Regions from separate parts of the Bombyx mori genome. Here region 2 is linked to region 1. The links are chromatin contacts, called in public Hi-C maps. All regions are on one chromosome and are shown on one strand. Each heading gives the region's core, a stretch centred on a gene start, on an enhancer-like site or on the middle of the called end of the contact. The rest is flanking DNA. Distances are from core to core; before and after follow the strand shown. Region 1 has its middle 36 kb from the start of LOC134199343. Region 2 holds the start of LOC100529235 (fkhr).

Region 1 (6,473 bases), core at 2,661-5,160:
AACTATTTCATTCTTGATACATTTACGGATTAGTCAAACTTATACGTACCGCTCGTTTCGCTGTCTTCCTTACTCCTGCTTTAATGCAATAAGGTTAGAATGAGACTTATAAATCGCGCCCTAATTTAATTTATCATAAAAATTGAAAGTTTCCACGCTCCGGGGGCACTTTAGGAACTAGTTTCAAACCATTCTCGTTTGAAGGGAACTCTTAATTTATTGAGAGTGCCAAGTTGGCTGGCTAGCATTTGTACAACTTGATTTTTATTCTAACTAAATCGGTTTCAGCATATTTTTTGAGGTTAAAACGATTTTATAATCACAATTTTTTGATGAATTTAAAATGACGTCTTCCTTAAAGGAAATACGACGCCGAATTAATTCTCAAAACGAAATAATTTAAAGTCGTCGTGGCCTAAAGGATAAGACGTCCGGTGCATTCGTATATAGCGACGCACCGGTGTTCGAATCCCGCAGGCGGGTAACAATTTTACTAATAAAATACGTACTCAACAAATGTTCACGATTGACTTCCACGGTGAAGGAATAACATCGTGTAATAATAATCAAACCCGCAAAATTATAATTGCGTCTGCCTATTTCTGCCGTGAAGCAGTAATGCGTTTCGGTTTGAACGGTGGGGAAGCCGTGGTAACTATACTTGAGACCTTAGAACTTATATCTCAAGGTGGGTGGTGCATTTACGTTGTAGATTTCTATGAGCTCCAGTAACCACTTCACAACAGGTGGGCAGTTAGCTCGTCCACCCATCTAAGCAATAAAAAAAAATGTTTCTCGTCGTTTTAAAAAGTCGAATCAGAAGTTGTAGTTTCGTAAATCAATAATTTTCAACACAACACTATCGCATTTTATTAGGTACACAGGATAGAAAAATATAATTTTCAAAAACCATTACCATACGATAAAAGGTATATTGACACATAACATAAAAGTTTTATACGTTTCTTTTACGAATTTCGTCCCAATTATCAGTTGAAATAGTGCCAGGTTCTATAAATCAGGCCACGAATACATATTCCTGTCTGACATTGTAACTTTACGTAGTTTATACGACAGAACTATGTCAATCTAACTTTTAAGATTATCACTTCCGCATCCGGCCTATCTTACCTGTTTATTCTATAGGTATCTTCCGCAGTTCGTACTATATAATATATTTCTAATATAATATAAATGAATTAAATTTTTTTATTCTTAACGTTCAAAATGAAGAAACAATTTAATTGCATTCTAGTTTTGGATAATAAAAAATGTGCATTTTATATATTGCATTTACCTTAAAACTTTATTATATTAGACTAGACCTTACTAATTTGATTCAAACTTCCCACGGAAGCTAGGAATGATAATTAACTATCTGGAAAATGGTTTGCAGCTATTAATTTTAATCAATGCTGACATAGAATTGCATTACACTTCGAAAAGTAATATCTTTACAAACTCTAACTCAATAATAATTAGTAATATTAAATTGATTCTAATGTGTCCGTTAGTATCGATTTGCTATTGAGATAACGATGATGTAGCTCCACATAGTATAGCGAGCTCCGTGGATGTAAAGCATAATGAAGTGGCGTCATTGAGGCGCTCGCTCCCTCGCTGCCGAAAAAAGTTGCAAGTCGGTGGGCGGCGCCGGGGAACATTCAAATTTATCGATTGTCCCGCGCGCCTCATTACAACATTCCTCAAAACTTACCCACTCACAACTTAGCCCTTTCATAGCGCCACTATTGGCACATTACTTTTTATTCTTTCCCCGACGGAGGCCGCTTTTTATGCCAGTTATTATTATCTGTTAAACTTTAAGTGCTCGGCAGCTAAGTTTCGATACTCCTGATTTACGAGTAACCGTTTCGAATGTTTTATCGAGCATAAATGTAAGTTTGCCGCTTGTTAAAACGAAGGTCATTCAGGATTATGTTAGCGACAGTCGGCCAATCACGCTATCTGTATCGACAATTTTCCTTGCATCAAAAAATGCCCATACTTAAATTTTTGTAAATTTTACGTGTTATAAACATGTAAGAAAATGAATCGCGAAAGTTTTTACGCCACTGAATTTAATGCGTAATCATGCTTGACGAACGCTTTACTGGTGGTAGGACCTCTTGTGAGTCCGCGCGGTGCCGTGAAGCAGTAATGCGTTTCGGTTTGAAGGGTGGGGCAGCCGTTGTAACTATACTTGAGACCTTAGAACTTGTATCTCAAGGTGGGTGGCGCATTTACGTTGTGGATGTCTATGGGCTCCAGTAACCACTTAAAACCAGGTGGGCTGTGAGCTCGTCCACCCATCTAAGCAATAAAAAAAAAAACGCCAAATCTTTTTTATGCCTAGACTCTTCTAGCTTCATTCAAAGATTGTTCCATTCACGGAACTGTAATACGAGGAAATACGTAAACAATGTTTGTGTACGTTTTTTTTTCTACGACAGTAATCACCTGAGTAAAAATTTATAGATGGCGGAAGGAATTGAGAAAACAAACGGATCGATCTACAATTCGAGGTCAAAAAGAGTAAATAAATGAATACTATATTTCACGGTTAATGGGGAATTATGTTTCACGATAAACCGCTCTGTCCTGACCGAGATCTCGACGAGTCATTGTCACATACGACCCGACTAGTGTATAGTAAGGGCAGCGTAGTACAGTAGCTTAGTTGAGTAAGAGAGGAGTGAAGGGGAGGGGGCAATGATCCATTAATCTGGCACAAGCCCATGTGGCGCCACCGACGTACCTGCCGACGCGACGCACGGACGCCTACGTAACGACACCGATCGTACATTTTGAACATGCGAGAGTATTGTATTGTAAAGTGACAAAAGTACTTTGCGAAATGAGTTATGAAGCGTATTTAGGGTTAGGCATACGAAGAGTTTTTACTCGTTATTATAAATCGAACCTCAGTCGAATCTTTCGTAAGAATTAAAAATTTTCGCTATAGTACCTAATGAGCGCATTGAAGGTCTAGACAGACCTAGGAAAGGCTGACTTAATAATACTCTAAGAAACTTCTTTATTGATTACTAATAGATAAATAGAACTGCAGCTAGAAAAAAAATGCAATAGGTTCAAGAATATCCCGAATAAAGGCTATATCCTAATAAATATATCAGAATGTGAAGTCGTAAAATCTGCTTCTACCTGTATATAGATCTATTTTTATTTTATTTTGAAAGCAGATTCAATACATCCCCCAATGGTATGTGACCATTGTTGCTTATGGACTTTAGCAAAAAAATAGGTAGCCATGTTGCTGCTTACATTTTGTCATTATTCTAAGCCGTCAGTAATAGTGACATTATCATATTTTTTTGACTAAAATCTTTTCCTGATCATTATTCCAATTTACCAGTCCAATGTTAAATATGCCCAAAGGGGAATGACGTCACATTGGCAACCACTAGTAAAACTGGGAGTTAAGCTGTTATAGTAAGTGAAATCTCAACGCGTATCCACATATTGCCGTATGCTATCTCTACCTATTTTAATAAAGGCAAGAGAAAGATAATAGTAATTATCATACCTACCAATACTCTTATATATATTTGTTAAGAAAAGCAGTGACCTACGCCATTAGCTAATGAAAATAGTAGGTACTTTATTAATTCGGTTATAAAACACGGTATCGCCGACTTTAAATTACTTGATTGACTACTAATAATTATACTATAAAATCAGCAGTATTTAATACCGAAATATTCCATTATGCGTCAACATAAACAATATAATACAGAACGGCTTGACATAGACTTGACCCACCTATCTTATCACAAAGCGAAACTTATACGACTACTGCTCCAGTTCCGAACGTATCACCGGATAAAATCACGGATAATGTTTTCCTTGTATTTATTGGCCGTATGTAGTATTCCATTCATTTATAGGCCGTATCTAGTATAATACGTAGACCGTCCTTGGAGCTTCGTTTTATGAGGAACTACGCCGTAGAAGCTACGATCGTAGACTTGTAGCGAACTTTCGCAATTCCGTAGCTTTTTTTAATTTTTTTTTTCTTTTTCCTAATTCGTTAATTGTAATTAATAAATTGAGAGTTTTTGCAATATATTTTTTTTTTAATAAAATTTTAGTTTATTCTATTGCATTAATGAAATACTCACAATACAATAATTCAACTATGGCCTTATTCATTATGAGTTGTCAGAGCTTTATATAAACCCTTTAAAAGAAGTTTTGTTTATCTATACAATTCTTACTATTTTCAAATTGTGAATAAGATAACATTAACAGCTTTCTTGTAACGGGTTCATAAACCCCAGATAAATCAAACGAATAAGACCGTTAATCCGGAGCACGAACATTAATTATCATTATACCATTAAAAAAAAAATCGACCTAATCTAAAAATGGTACTTTTGAAATAAATCGTGAATTTAATTAATTATTACACACTCTACTAAAATTACTCAATCATACTTTATCAGCATAGTAATTGAAGAATCGTTGCAATTAGTTGAAAGGTATATTTTCCACTGGTTTCATAAATGATTCAACTTCAATTAAATTTAGAGCTTTTCCCCCTGAAATAAAGCCGAAAATCAAGCAAACGCTCTATTAGAAATGTTCCAATCTAATAATTGCTGTAATCTTGACAATTTGTTAAGTGGCATGTTTTACTTATCCGTGATACGTCGGGAATGGCACGTCATCAACTAGGTTATGTATTGAGATGTATCAATCACATTCATATCTCACTACACCTTAATAATTTAGATATATATTTTTCTGGAATGTATATAAAAAAAAATTCTTTTTTTTTTAAACAATTACCTATGTGATTATATTAAAAACGAAATCCGTATAAATTAAGCATTGTTTCATTATAAAAACTACGGAGAGGTCATAAGCTTAAATTAATTTATAGAAAATGGAACCAGACAAATTTCAACTACCTTCTTTCAGAACAAATTCGTAACGCACAAAGTTGCATGCATAGATACATTTCGATTCGCCCGTTTCAGATCCATTCACCGTTAAAATATGAGTTCTGTGAACAATTTGAATGTGAACACAGTGCGATGCGTCGGAAATCACGGCGTCGACCGTCCTCCTTGGTTTCCGCGCACTTGCAATATTTCAATCGAAAAATTGACACATCGCTGCATCGCTCCCCAACGGACAAGTTTACGGGAGAAAACTTTAACCTGGCATATTTACTTGCGTTCTTTCGGAGCGCGCGATAGCTTGACGAGTGAAAAGTTTCCTTTCCATAGATAGGTCATGCCCAGATCGGTGGAAGTTTTCACATAAATTGGCGGTCATTCCACGCGAATATGCTGACTGAGGGGGTAACAAATATGCCAACTTGGGTTGTTATAACAGCGATATGTAAGTTCTGTGATACTTGGCCATTAAGTTTATGGAAACTACCGTCGAGATTACATCACACTTTCTGAAAGCTTTATGGGATCCTTCTTTCGTTATCTCCGTCGTAGGTAGCGTATCCATTCTCGTCCGTCTATTAATCAAGAGCACGGATTTTATGGCAGTTACAGAAATGCGTTGGAGATGTACGAGTGAAAAATTCGAACGCAATCTGTCAAATCCCTCCCTAATTCTAATTTAATTAGCGAGGAAGTTTTCACGCGTGGGAGGAGACGGAGCGACAATGACGCGTTAAAATGATTAATTTTGTTGAAGCACTGGTTAGTACGGCGGAGAGTGTGCGTTTCAAACCAACGATTAATCTTTCTTTGCGCCATTGTACTACGATCACGGTATTTTTTCTGTCTTACAATACCATTAACTGCCACGGCTAGTTGGTTCGCCCTTCCTACCGTCATCGTTAGGCCATTGAAGGATTGAAAAGGTGTTTTCGTTCGTTTGCGGGAAAATAGGTCTCCCCTCGATTTTTTAAAACGCTCGAGATCACTTAGGCTTCGATAGTTATTATTTGAGGAAAATGTTTTAATCTTCCTTCGTCATTCGCTGACAATAGATCCTGTCGAGTAAAATTTACAGCGTCATCTCTTGTTCGTTAGTTTCAAACATTTTGTTTGAAATCGTTTTCTCAGCTGCATTCTACTGCAAGGCTACATTATCAATACAATACCGTCCATTAATACGATTATTTTTAGAACTGTTTTTTTTTTTTACTTACTGCTTTCTTTAAGCTTCGGCTTCTAAAACTATATTAGTATAAAGTAAGATTGAATTAATAAAGTTTGCGACAGCATCGATTGTCAGAAAGGTTGAAGGTTAAATTTAAAAAACGAAATTGGACACGAATTTTGAAAACTCCTCAGTCGGTGTAGCATCTTAGCCGGGGTCAAGAGCATGATCGCCGAATTTAGATCTGGGTGCAAGCCAACTGTTCCGGCACGCAGTTAACTCGTTACATAAATATCAGATCCTCTTTTTATCACTATTAACTGTCTTTTTAATTGAAGTGCAATATAAAATTGGATTGCATCAGAAACGCAATTAGCATT
Region 2 (6,473 bases), core at 2,716-5,215, 92 kb before region 1:
TTAAACATTACTAAATTTCATTTTGTTCATATAGCTTTCTGACCTAGCTTCTGGCCTGGTGTAAGTGGTTACCCAACTGCCCATGAGGTCAAAGTCTCCATTAAAACCAGAACGCACGACGGCTACGCGGCAGAAATAGGTAGGTGATGGAGAGACCCACCACACGGATAATAGACAAACAGAGCGTCCTTCCACCAGCAAGCTATAAATTGGTCGATTCTTTATGATCAACTAAAAATCAACCTTAAAGAGATATTTGAATAGGGGTTTTAAAGTATGAAATTTGCGTTTTATTGTAATAGGCACTTCGAATTGACATAGAACCTTCATGGTTTGAGATTTTTGAGTGAAACTTTTTTCAAATGGTACCTATGGGCATCTGCTTTTAAAAATGTATAATATTCAATTATCGACTTTCAGTTGTTTTTTTTATTCAGCTTAGACAAGAAAGATGGATCCTTCGAAATTTCGAGTGATGTTTGCATACGAGTTCCGACGCTAACGCTGCAGAAACAGCCGAGCAATTCAATGTTGCGTTTGGAGAGGGGACTGCTAATGAACGCACCGTGCGATTTTGGTTTAAACGCTTTCGTGATGGAAATTTTGATTTCAAGAACGAATCATGTGAAAGACCGCCCACATATATGAATAACAATGAATTGAAAGAGATGGTGGAAGCCGATCCGAGCCAAACTAACCAGAAATTAGCGGCATGGCTTAACGTTACCTTACCAACAATATTGACTCATTTGCGTCAAATCAATAAAATAAAAAAATATGAAAAATGGGTGCCTCATGATTTGACATATCTGCAGAAAGAAACGTGGTTGAAACTTGTGTTGCCTTGTTGAGTCGATACAGAAATGAGGGAATATTGGATCGAATTGTGACATGTGATGAAAATTGGATTCTGAACGATTAGCGTAAGCGAGAAATGCAAAGGCTGACCCCAAGTCAAACGCCGCAGCAGTGTCCTAAAGCAAAGCTTACCAATAAAAAGGTAACGGTAACTGTTTGGTGGTCTAAGCATGGTGTTATTCACTATAGCTTTCTCCAATCTGATCTGCAGATGTCTAATGTGCCGAACTCCGAACAATAATAGGAAAACTTGCAGTGAAACAGCCCCAACTCATGAATCGGTCTTCACCCTTATTGCTCCATGATAACACGAGACCTCATACAGCACGAGATACCGTTTTAACTCTACAGGAACTGCAATTAGAAACCATTCGTCACCCTCCGTATTCGCCAGACCTTGCTCCAACGGACTACCATATTTTACGTGATTTGGACAATTTTCTACGCGATAAAATGTTTTCTTCCCAGGAGGCAGTACAAAATGCTTTCACACAATTTGTAGAATCTAGATCACCAGAGTTATATCGTAAAGGCATAAAATATGACCTTCCTGTTAGATGGCAGCAATGTATAGATAATAATGGTAGATATTTTGATGAAATAAATGTGTTAAATGAAGAAGAAAAAAACCAATTTCAATTTTTCAGTACAAATCGGCAATTTTATACTTTAACCCCTAATAACCACAAATTAAATAGTACAATACCTTATCAGAAATGTTAAGAATAACTATTTCAGCTCAGTCCAATAAGCGAAGCCGGAAAATATAAATTGCGTTTGAGTATGTCGTTGTACCGGGTATGCCGTATACAGATATGTCACTAATAATAGATATTAATTTTTGTTACACTTCACCTAGTTTACTAAAAACAACTCGTATTAAAGGTAAGTTAGGTACCTAAAATTACCGAATTACAATTACGACCTACCAAATTAAGGACGGGGTCATGGCAGCCCCTCGAGGAACTCAACATGTGGGCCCAGTTAATCTTCTGTAATGTCCATTTGAACAGTTTAATTGTCGGGCCCGCACTCACCGGCGCAATCAATTAACTATACCACATTTACACCTGGTAGTCCGCGTGTCAGTGATATATTTATTAGCTGCTCAGTATCCGCACTTATTCTGTGCACGGGTCCTTCCTGATTCGCTCACGGATTTTGAGCCCTAATGAAATCTTTTAGGATGGTCCTTGCACGGTTTATGGCGTTTTAAAATTTTTGTAACGTTTTAAATGTAGGACTATAGGCTATATTGTATATTTTAATTGTAGTACTGTAGTAGTTGTAGTATTGTAGTACGAATGCTCCGAATTCCGTGGACGGCCAAGAGGACAAATAAATCTATCCTGGATCAGCTTCGCATCCGAGTCAAGCTCTCAACAATCTGTTACCAGAGGATCTTCAGCTACTTCGGTCATATTGCCCGCCGACAGTCAAATAACTTGGACAAAGTGATTGTGACGGGCAAAATAGAAGGAAAGAGACCCCACGGCCGATTACCTAGTTGTCGGTGTGATCAAATAACCGCCCTAACTGGGCTGCCAGTCGCAACCACCATTCGAGAAGCTGAGAACCGGACGAGATGGAAACAGCTCACGAGACAGGTCACGGTCAAGTTTCAGGAACACGACCTTCAGTAATGAAGAAAGCGACGAAGAAGAAGTAGCATTAGCAGATACTTGCCTGGGCCCCTAGCATTGTTGTTGTCCATGATGGTGACCACTTACCATGAGGTGTATCTGTGTGACTAGAATGATAATAAAAAAGTTAATCTTACCGGCTGAAGAAAAAATAAGTTATAAGTACTAATACGTGGTTAAAATCTACAGTTTCAAATACAAGCACAGTCAAAATCATACATGATAAATAATATATAGGCATGTGGGTAAATGCATGGGAAAATGAAAAAAATATCAGTTAATTTTCAGTTAAGTGATTTTACGTTTCATTATAATTTGACTTCACATCCCGCAGTTGGATCTATCGGAAAACGTAGTCAGGTTTTAAGAGTTCGAATGTAGAACGGAATGTACAATATATGCGTCGTAACTCGCAGCGCGGCGTTCCGCGATGATGGTATCACAAATTACATACGTTCCACATTGGTCAGTGCATTACACGCGTGGAGAACAAGGTCATCCATAAGGGGTCTGTACACGATGTGATAAGACAATAATGTTCGCCGACACGTTTAGAATGGATAGAAGGCGAGTGAAGCGTTTATGAGTGCGGTCACACGACGCCACTTCTCTCTATCAGCAGTAGCGCCCTCCGCCGCCCTCCGCCTCTCCGCGGCCAGCACGGCGCCCGCTGAGTGGAATTTGCACGAGCGGCGTTCCTCGCGTCGCGGTTTAGTTCAGTGTACGTGCGACCGTTCGCGGCCGAGGACGTTTTCCCGCGTCGCTCGCACTGTACTAAAGCTTATTACGCAGTTGATACCGTCGCCGACCGCGTGGATTTTTGTTGACTAACTTTTATGTGTATTAATATTCTTAAAGTGTATCAGGACTGCGTACGCAACGTCTGAACTGCCTTAAGAACCCAGTGATAGCTCTTATCAGTGCGGAAAAGTTTCAGTGTTATTATAACTCTGAAGGACAGCCGAATTTGCGCAGCGACAATCTTCGAGACTATTGATGCTAGTGGCGATCGTGGGCGATACGATATTCAGAGTTTCGGGCCGATTTGAGCCACGTTACAAGGTTATCGCGCCTCTAGCCCACCAGTGATGAATTGGAAAATCGGCGCGTAGTCACTCACGTGGTGTGCGCCCCGCCCCCGCCTCGTCCGCGCTTATATTTAGCGAAAATCGCCTCTCGGGAACGGTCCGACGGCCGATACTCTCTGCGTACAACGCTGTTAATGAACGTTAGTGAGACGCCACATGTTATTGGCTTCGAATAACAGAGCCGATAAGGAGAAGATAGATAACCTCTGCGGATCGCGGCCTGTGTCCGACGATTCTGGAAATAGAAAGAAATCGCTTACAAAATCAGAAAAGTGATTGCGTTAAGATGCTAACGGCCGATATCGGCACGCGCCTGTGAGCGCTCGAACCGGTACACCTATCGAAAATTTTCCACTGTTGTAGAGAGTCGGCGAAATGTCAATTCAGGGAGGCGGCGGTTACCAGAGCCCTTGGTCATCTCAGACGGGGCTGTCAGAACTAGAGGGAACAATGGCAGAGTTGGAACCATTAGGTGAACTGGCTGAGGTTGGCTTCGAGCCACAGACGCGCGCGCGATCCAACACGTGGCCGCTTCCAAGGCCAGACAACTACGTCGAGCAGGTAGACGAAGCCGGCTCTAAGAAGAATTCCAACCAGAATCTATCTGGTAAATATCTATCATACCGCCAATGAAACGATATGGTCGCGAATCGCTTGATTATTTGGGTCAACGCAAGTAACTAGTTCCCTCGACTTATTTGTATGACCCATCAATAATCATACATTATTACATAAACTTGTATACGATAAAGAAATATTAATATATTATTAAATACGAAAAAAAAACTGCGACCTATATTTGCTACATGAAAAAAGCGCCCAATTCTAATAAAAAAATACGAGGAAATAATACAAAATAAATTTTTTGTAACAACGAATAAAGCTTAAGTTTCTACAGTTTTTCTTTTATATGACTACCCACTGAAAGCTTACTTTTCGTAGCAAACCTTCCTGTAAACATTCTCTTCTTAGAATTCATATTCTTTTGAAAACATGTTCTCGTGTTGTTTCTGATGGTTGTTCTATAAATTATTTCTCCATCTATTAATCTGTACAAACCTGAGAACATTTACGGCAACGTAATTCTTTTTCTTCGTAAACATTGTGCATGTCAGATCTTTGAAATAGGTTTTGAAGTGCTAACAGGATGAAAATACAATGACGTGAACAAAAATTGCCAAAAGTCATTCAACTCCAATGCATTTTCACCATAGACCTATATAGTAGGGACACGACATATTGTTCTATACGTACAATTGCTTATATAAATAGCACCCATTTTGAAGGCACATACATAAACATATATCTATCTCGTTCTTACTCAGCACTTTAACTCGCAGGAAAACAATATAACAGTATTTCAGTGCGTACATAAAATGAAACATGAATATACGTAAATGTCTCCGTCTCCGTCTAATGAGGCCGAAAATCCGCCATGTTTAGCGCGCCAAATGTCATTGTCACGTCAGTTCGGCCGTCTGTTTTGGGTTGTACATTATTTATTGACTTTGATATCGATTTAATATGATTGCTTATATAAAATTTCTTATTTTATCATGCTTAAAACATACAAAAATAATAATTAAAACATATTTTATAGGATCTCAAGAAAGTCGATGCCCCAAAACTATTATCTATATATATTTAAATTCATTATGGAGCCCTCATACGAAAAATCGGACACCATTTTTCGGTCGGAATCTATTGATCATGACACTAATCATAAATACCTCTTTAAAATATGTCATCAAAACATATTTAGACATTCTGTTTAGATATTTCAGGAAAAAGGCTACCGACAAAATCTCTTCGGAACTATTTAAATAAAATAGTTTTATTCCGCAGCGAGTAAAACACTATTGTAAATTCGTTAAATATTTATTAATTTATTTAGATGTCACCTATAATTGAGGTGACATCTGCCATGAACTTTTGTCAATTTGTCAATGTTTTGTATTGATGATCACTTTGTTGGTGCAACTTATTAAATAAATAAATAAAGTGATTTTAGAGAGGAAGTCACAAGGAATGACGTTTGTAATTTTATTAACGAATAAATGTTCTGTAGGTGTTTTTATTTATCAGGCGGTCCCTTGATAAGTTCTCGTCTTAGATTTCACATAATATCTAAATCACATCATCTTTGCACATAACAATATACTTACTTCCTATTAAAGTATAAATTCTACAAATACATTCACTCAACAATATTTAAAATAAAATGAGCCAAGAACGTTTATCGATAAAACCTTTCTAACATTCAAATCTTCTGGGCAGCACTAAAACCGCCATGTTTTGTGGCCAGATGACGTCACAGTGGCACGAATTTTTTGTTGACATTTCATTTCCATAGGTTTCCTACTTCAGTGATTTTCACTGAAATTTATTAAATGTGTGATGTGACCAGAGTAAAAAATTATTTGTGAAATGTATGGTTAAATGTCTAAAATACTATTTTATTTTTTAAATTAACATCGTTAAGATATAACGAAAAATCAAAATGGGTCTTATAGTGAATAAACCAAGAACCAATACACATAATTATTTAGAATCGATACAAAAAATGTACGTTTTCTATTAGTTTAGTTACTTAATTATCTTTTTTTTTTTCGACTAACAGAAAAACACTTCACGAATAATTGAATCTCAATCACATTAAACAACTAGGTACATAGTTGTGTTTGTGAGTTCTTATTTAAATGAATTTCTGAGAAAAAACGAAAATAAATTATTAAAATTTATACTGTAACAAAAACAGTTCTTGGGTACATTTTTTCATAATGCCAACGATATATTCTTACGTTTATTTTCTAAAATGAGGTTGGTTCGATATTAAAATAGGCTGACCAGACAAATTTGCCGGAGGCTATGTTTACATAAAATA

What was found. Hi-C and Micro-C count contacts between places; a contact is called where the count stands out from the background.
Region 2: a Hi-C map of whole pupa shows a contact between it and region 1, with 2.3 times the contacts expected there. The contact joins the promoter of LOC100529235 here to the enhancer-like site in region 1. A contact is called at or near these places in 2 of 7 Hi-C or Micro-C datasets (both in whole pupa).

The regions. Positions count from the first base shown.
Region 1 is chr9:4,970,483-4,976,955 of ASM3026992v2, reverse strand. It overlaps a transcript of DnaJ-21 not described here. Among protein-coding and RNA genes, the nearest start is that of LOC134199343, 36 kb to the left of the region's middle. Within about 2 kb of position 3,910, at least 5 of the 8 cell types and tissues checked have open chromatin away from gene starts, as enhancers often do.
Region 2 is chr9:5,062,483-5,068,955 of ASM3026992v2, reverse strand. It overlaps LOC100529235 (fkhr), which reads left to right and starts at 3,965. Exons shown (of 3, transcript NM_001202535.1): 1 at 3,965-4,196. The coding sequence starts at 3,965. It also overlaps a transcript of DnaJ-21 not described here.